2 separate regions of the Mus musculus genome follow, and region 1 is linked to region 2. Evidence: chromatin contacts called from public promoter capture Hi-C data. All regions are on one chromosome and are shown on one strand. The core of a region is the stretch at or near the end of the contact, and the rest is flanking DNA. Distances in the headings are between cores, read along the strand shown.

Evidence for each region. Promoter capture Hi-C pulls out the DNA fragments that hold promoters and counts their contacts.
Region 1: a promoter capture Hi-C map of the 3T3-L1 cell line shows a contact between it and region 2, with 18 times the contacts expected there. The contact joins the enhancer-like site here to the promoter of Mterf1b in region 2. A contact is called at or near these places in 6 of 39 promoter capture datasets (the 3T3-L1 cell line, the SN4741 cell line, cranial neural crest and 2 more) and 1 of 9 other capture datasets (embryonic stem cells).

What each region holds. Positions count from the first base shown.
Region 1 is chr5:4,648,565-4,652,438 of GRCm38.p6, forward strand. No RefSeq gene overlaps it. Among named protein-coding and RNA genes, the nearest start is that of Fzd1, 110 kb to the right of the region's middle. Within about 2 kb of position 1,912, at least 42 of the 459 cell types and tissues checked have an H3K27ac peak or open chromatin away from gene starts, as enhancers often do.
Region 2 is chr5:4,191,096-4,195,088 of GRCm38.p6, forward strand. It overlaps Mterf1b (mitochondrial transcription termination factor 1b), which reads left to right and starts at 1,272. Exons shown (of 2, transcript NM_001042670.1): 1 at 1,272-1,323.

The DNA of each region.
Region 1 (3,874 bases), core at 662-3,161, 460 kb after region 2:
CATGGAGAGATCAGAGGACAACTTGTGGGTGTTGGTTCTCTCCTTCTACCATGTCTGTTCTGGAGACTGGATTCAGTTTGTCCTACTTGCTAGCAAGTCCCTTTACCAGTTGAGCCTCCTCCCTACCCTGGAGGTTATGATTTTAATGTATGGCATTGTGAAACATAAACATTCAGTTTAGGATACCTCAATCTCAGAAGTACCCTATCTCCGTGTTAGGTATTTGTATAGTTCAGCAAAGGCAGCCATGTACTAAGAAAAGGGGCATCCTCGGGCCTCCAGAGTGGTTCTTCAGACCTAGGTAGCACTTCAGCATGCTCCATGTAGACAGAAGAGAAAAGGAAGCATGGGGTTATGTGGTTCTCTAGCATGTATGCTGTGTACCAGAATACCTCAGATGTGATTCCTTCCTCAGTCAGGCTACCCTCTCACATGATGCTTCATTCACTAAGCCTTGGCTTTGGAGTTCTTTTCTTTAAAACCACTGCCCCTTACTTACTTACTTACTTACTTACTTACTTACTTACTTACTTACTTGCTTAAACTGCTGGCAGTATCCTTTAAATGTTAGCATGCATCAGTTAGAAGGCTTCAAACATTCATCTGGCCTTTCCTCCAGTACTGATGGGAGTATGAATTTTGGGAAAACTGTTTGACAGTATCTAATAAAGTGAAACACATATGCACACTCACACACATACACACATATACATACACACATGGCAGAGAGAGAGACACACACACACATACAGAGAGAGAGAGAGAGAGAGAGAGAGAGAGAGAGAGAGAGAACTTTTGGTCATAGAGCCAAGTGAAATGTGAACATATGTTTGCTAAAGGACATGAACAACACTATCCATACATAATATTGCTAACCCAGAAACTTTTCAAAGCTCCCTCGATAGTAAAATGAAAAGCAATATATATTTAGCTTGAACAACTCCATATCATATTACCAGTGAGAGTGAGAAAATTATGGGGAGGTGAAACATACAGACATGATCAAAGAAAGCAGAGACAGAAAAGGAACCCATACTCTATGATCACATTCAAACTCAGAACAACACAGGCAAAGTTAGTCTGATAGAAATTAAGATACTATCTCTCTTTAGAAGGAGTCGAAGCTGGAAGGGAGACAAGGGAACATTTTGAGGTTCTGGTAATATTCTATTTCTTACTCTACCTATTGCCTGAAGGAGTTCAGTGTGTGAAGTGTCCAATTACATGCTTGTTTCTCCACATGTACATTATATAGATAACAGTGCAAATTTACCTCGGCCCCAACTTCATCTAAATATAACCCCTAAGGACTTACATATGCCATACAGATATACATAGATTTCAAGATTGTAACTTGATTGCCTTAAATATATATATATCAAGTAAGTCACTGTTGTTATCTAGCAGCTGGGGCCAGAGCTGTGTCTTTAACTCCTTCACTTCACGGGATATTATGTAAATGCTCTCCACCAAACTACACTGAGATCAGTAAAGGAGTTATATAAATACAGTAGCCAGCTCCGAAGAAAGAGCAATTATGTATCTCAGCAGCTGTGTGCTTCTGCTCATGTTAGATAATTAGCCAGAAAATTGTTTGCATAATTATTTTATGGAGCATTTGGTGATTTAACCATTTACCTCTGAAGGCTTATCCAAAAGTCATTAAACTGTTGAACGTGGCAGCGATCAGACTTGACAGTGTTTCAGCAAACTTAACAAAACCCAAATGGCCTCAGAATTCCACAGCCCTCTTCTGTGTAACCAGTCATCACAGTTGGCAGGCCAGAACTGGCTTTCACTTTTGAAATTTTTCATTATTTTCTCTCAAAAGGACATGTGTGTCAACTCTTTTAAAATGATATACAACCGAAATGAATTCTTGGGCTTGCCACCGCTCTTTCTGATTAGCTGAGCACACATTCAAATCACTGCTGTGGTTATTAAATCCATGTGCTGCATTCCATGCTTGGGAGAGGACAGACAGAGAGAGAAAAGAAGAGAGACTATGAAGGGCAATCAGGGAAAACTGGCCTTGGAAACTGACTTGAAAAATACTTATCCCCTCCCCAATACAATCACACCTGTTAACATTTGAGGGGCTTTTCTTGACACTCTGAGTATCATAGGATATATTTGATGACAAGAAGTTTTAGGCATGCTGTACCAAACTACTGAGTGACTTAAAATAACACAGTTTTTTCTTAGAGTTCTAGAGATGGGGAGATCCAAATATGAAAGCCCACCTTACACTGGACGAGGGTCTTCTTGCTGAGTTCCCACGGGGTGGGAGAGATGGAAGGGATGGATTTGCTGTGGAAGCCCATGCGTATGACAATAATCTCTCCTGGTTTAATCACCTCCTAAAGGGACTGCATCTCCACACTATCACATTGTTGCATACATCTTAGCATATTCAATTTGGGGATCCATTTGACTACAAGAGTATTAGATTAATTTTTGCAAATATGAGAAGCACTTAGGACTACTGGGCAGAAAAAGCACTTTATAGACATTGCTGTTTTTATGTTTAACTGGTGTTTAGGAGGATAAAATAGAATTGTGTGTATAAGAGTGTGATTTAAATTGTAAATTCTTGAAAAGATGATTCACATCATCCTGCAATTTCCTAGGAACAAGCCATTCACAAGTCTCCAGGGAAAAGACAGGAGAAATTCAAAAATCAAATTTACCAAGAACAATATAGGGTTAGAGCTCCCTAGGGAAGAAAACCCAACTGCCATCAATTAATTAAGTCTTTACAGAGAGACCATTGTAGGCCCAGCTCAGCTGGAAGATAGTGAATGAATAGTTAAGCCCAGGAAAGAACAAAAGATGGGCAGAGATTGCTCAAGAAACACATGGAGCCATTTTTTCAAACCTCCCTTGAGAGTCACTGCTAATGGGGTTGGGTTTCTTTTTAGTGATGAAAATGTAAAATTGATTGTGGTGGTAGTGACATAAATGCAAATACATTAATTCCATCGAGCTGTGTATTTTGAACTGGACAGATATCACCGCATGCGGAAATAAAACTCACTGAAGTTTTACTTTTAACTGCCCCTGGTGCTTCAGTTCATATTACATAATTCTTTCTTAAATAATCATAAGTAAGTAAGGAAAAGAGAATAAATACAGCTGACATCTCCTGGAGGAGAGTGAGGCTGCTACTTGGAAGGCTGAAGTCAATGGCTCCAAGGCAAATAAGGGATGGCTACAGATTCTGCAGAGCTGGCTGCCTAAAACCCCGGGAGAGCCTGGACAGACGGGAAACGAAATCCAGTTTCTTCCCTTTTGCCATTTGTTTCTAATGAAGACCAAAAGAGCTTGAAAAGAGATGTCCTACCTGAAATGTCCCACTCCTGCTGTCAGAACCCAAGGGATTTGCTCACAGGCACCAGTTGGGGTTATGGGACCACTGGTCATAGAACTGTGGGGTGCAGATGCCCAGAAGAGCAGGGGTTTCTCCTGAGGGATCGGCCTTACTCATGGCACTGCCTTTCCTCAAGGGTCTGCATCTCCACAGGGTCTCTGCGGTTGAGGCTGAACTCTAGTGTGCAGTTGGAAGGGGTAGGCCAGGGGCTCTCAATGTATGAGAGAAAATATGCAATATTTTGTGTACACTCTTCCTTATCCTTTCTTGGTTCCCCCCTCTTCCCTTCCCTTAGTCCCCCTCCTCTCTCATTGCCCTTATTACACATGTAGACACACATATATGTATTTGTATATATTCTACTTATGAGAGAAAAAGAATTTGCAGGGGGTAAGTCTTTTTTTTTTTTTTTTAGGGGGAAAGATATAGCAAACCATTTGTTTTTATTTTTTTAGAAGATTTTCTTATTTTTATTTATTTTTCATTGCTTATTTTATTTATTTA
Region 2 (3,993 bases), core at 22-2,521:
AGGATGTAGAAAGGACATTTGTTTATTGAATCCTGGAATCTATGGATGGTGGTATTTTACCCGTGGGTTCTCTTAGAGGAATGGAGGGCTAATTCCTTTCTCACTCTAATTGAGTTTGTTGAGACTCAAACAAGGAAAAGCTAGTGAGGCAGACATAAAGGCACAATAATCAATATTACTAGTTATATCATTATTATCAATCTTTGGTTAAAAGAGGACAGGGACAATTCTGAAGATAGCACAGACATGGCATTTGATCTACACATTGAGTCTAAGTCCTGAGGGTTTTAAGTCTAATTTTAGGGAGGGGTTTATCTTGATGTAGACTTCCCTACTCTCCTCCTTCCAAGTGAGGTCATCTAAAATCACAAGCATCATCACATGTCACTATCCTTTCAAAACGAAATGGCAAAGGAGAGAGATTTGCATAGCAGCACAACTTTGATACAAAGTTGTCTCAACAACAACAACAACAACAACAACATCCCTCAAGGAAGATGAGAACCCCAGAACAGCCTCTTGGGAAACATTGTCTACCACACTGCTCCTAGTTCTCTTTTTCTCTTCTTTGCCCCTCATCTTTCCCTCCCTGCCCTTCGTCTTCCCAACCTCTCCAATATCTCAGCTGCACCTTTTCCTCATTGATATCACTTTCAAGAGGACTAAAGCCATCTCCTGGTGTTCATAAATGAAAATCCATGGGGCATGCTGAGGAGAGAATATTCTGGCAGAAGCGAGACCATGGGAGTTACGGTCCAGAAGGCCGAGGTTGTCTTGCTTTCCGCAAGCCACACGTGCACCGTAAATAGCTACTGAGTAATCCCAGGCAAGGAATAAGCTGTGATCAGTAGTTTCACTTTCTGAGTAAACTGATTATTAATAATTTAAATTCCCAAATAGAAATCTTTATTCTTACAAACACCAAACCAAACAGAAAAATGCAGAAGAATTTGGGGGAAAAAAAACCCAACCAACCTACCAAACAAACAAAGACCCCCAAGGTCTATAAAGCAACCTAAAAGAAAGAGATCAAACCGAACCTGTTCTTTGGTGCAGGCAGAATCTCAGCCCCAGCCAGAGGGAAGCCTTGGCGCCGCCCTGTGGTCTCGAACCAGCCCAGAGCCCAGAGTCCCCGCAGCCACAGTCTCAGCCGCCCCCTGCTGGGCTCCCGCGGTCAGGCGGCCGAGGATTTAGGCACAGCGCGCCGGGCTAGTGACGTCACCTCTGCGCCAGGCCGAGGCCGGAAGTCAGCCGTTACTTCCGCACTCCGCTCCCTCCCGGGCGTCCAGAGGCGGAAGTGAAAGGTGTCTACCGGGAGCGTTGGTAGGAGCGCGGATGCAGTGTGCGGGCTGGGGCTGGGGAGCTGCTGGAGCCTTTGCGAGCGGCTTGCGAGTCTCTGCTAGACAGGGCGATGAATGGCTAAAGGCCATTGCAGAACTGCCCGAGGGAAGGCGAGCCTTCGATGTGGGATTACGGCGGTTCTGAGTTTAGACTCATCAAGCCCTCCACACTTCGTACAGCAAAGAGCTCGGCATTGGCTCGGAATTTGTAACTTTAGGGACAGTGCCCACCCTTAGGTTGTTGTATATATAGGGCATTACGAAATAATGTATGTGTAACGTGGGGTTCTGGTATTAAAGTGCGTTTGCGATTCCGCTACCTTCCCCCCATGCGTTGCCGTTTTCTTTTTATTATGACTGAGAAATGTTTAGTTTGCGAGAGGTCGTGCATCTCACAAAAATGATTTGACCTGGACTTCTTTATTCTCTACTACACTGGCGATATTTTTGCCTTTTTCTTTTCCAAATTAGTGGTGTGGTGGTAGAAACATCGGTTTTTACCTTTTCTGGAGAGATCTAAAGTCTCTTATGACAAAGTCGACATCGATATGTAGTTCTGTTCAAAACAAAACAAAACAACCCTGTACACTTAAATGCTGTGTCAAAAGAGTAGCGGGATTGTGGAATTCCCAAAGATTAGCAGTTTTCTTTAAACACCTGTTAGCTTTCCAGCTGTGGGATGGGGTGGGGTGGAGGGGACGGGAAGGGACAGGGACATAAATCTTCCATCTTGAACCTCGGTAGTTACAGTCACCAAGATGTTGGTGATATTCATGAAATTTAACGAAGCTTAAGAAAATGGTTTATTTTAGAGGAAGATTGAAGGCAATTATTCGATATTTGCTTTTTTTAAAATTTGTCTTGGGATAGTTAATTTGCCAGAGGTTACAAATTCAGCTCAACAATCTGTTTTTAAAAGGACATTGTGTTTATACAATGACTTGCAAATACAACTTGGGTTCATGAAAATGACCCTTTTTCTTTTCTGAAAGAAAAGACAATTTAACTCAGAAAAGTGCACGTGCTTTCCCGCCTGCGAGTGCGCTCATATGTGAGCTTTGAGTTTGATAAGATAGTAGTAGTAAGTGCTGAGGGGAGAGAGCATCTACTGAGAAGGTGATGGGAATATGAGAATTATGAGGAAAAACAATAGGACATGCTTCTAATGGAGAATACACACACACACACTCATGTGTGTGACATGAAAGTAAAAGAGGGACTTTGGGAAGATAGATACAGATTCCATTATTTGTTATGTCAGTTAAAAATAATGAAAAGACAGCAAGGACACTGAGACTAAAATAGGCAGGAACAAGATTGCTTTGTTGCTGTTTTGAGTGAAGTTGATTTGGTAAGGAAGAGAGAGAATGTAAAACCCTCCTGGGGGTGCTTACCACAATGACATTAATCAGAGGAGCGCTACTTTGGGTGCTGCATGGATGCTCAGTTCAACTTTATATGTTGATACATTTAGAAAATATTTATTTGGAGGATAAGTTATATAAAGAGAAACAAAAATCTACTTGTGACAAGTCTAACAAACTAATAGTTTTTTTTACCCTTTTCTTAGGAGTCTTAGCAAACCTTTTTCTTATTTTATTGGTATTAGAATTTCTGTTGAATATTCTGTGTCATGTTTATCGTTTACCGTGGTGCTAATCATCTGAAAGGAATGAGCTGTCTGGTAGTAATCTTCAAGCTGATAGACTTAGTATATGTATCCTTAGTGACTGATTTTTAAAAATTTATTATTCATATTGTATTTGTTATAAAATGTATGTAAAATAGAAATTGTCACAGGATAAGACAAGTATAATTGAAAATTGATACTGTCTATTGGATAATTTTGCATGCTTATTTATAACGCTTCTTATAAAACTTGGCTGACTGTAATGTGATAGTCTTCTGTCCAGTTATCCAGCAGAGGTCATCCATGAGCATCTGGAAGGGAAAAGGTTGGATTGTACATGCTAGATAGAGCTTGCTTTCTTCTTTCTTTCCTTCTTTCTTTTCTTTTCCTTCTTTCTTTTCTTTTCTTTTCCTTTCTTTCTTTCTTTCTTTCTTTCTTTCTTTCTTTCTTTCTTTCTTTCTTTTTTCCTTCCTTCCTTCCTTCCTTCCTTCCTTCCTTTCTTTCTTTCTTTCTTCTTCTTCTTTTCTTTCTTTCTTTTCTTTTCTTTTTCTTTTTATATGTATATTTTATTAATTAATTGAGAATTTAATACAGTGTATTTTGATCACATTCACTCCACTCCTCCAGCTCCTCCTAAATTCACATCCCATTCCATAACCATTGAAGTTTTTGTTCTTGCTCTTTTTTTTTCCCATTTTTTATTAGGTATTTAGCTCATTTACATTTCCAATGCTATACCAAAAGTCCCCCATACCCACCCACCCCCAATCCCCTACCCACCCACTCCCCCTTTTTGGCCCTGGCGTTCCCCTGTACTGGGGCATATAAAGTTTGCGTGTCCAATGGGCCTCTCTTTCCAGTGATGGCCGACTAGGCCATCTTTTGATACATATGCAGCTAGAGTCAAGAGCTCTTTTTTTTAAAGCCATTAAATTCAGTTAGTATTGTCTGTATTCATTTGGTTATATGGCCATCATCAGAATGTTGGATCTACTGGGGCCCACACCCTTGACTGGAAAAAAA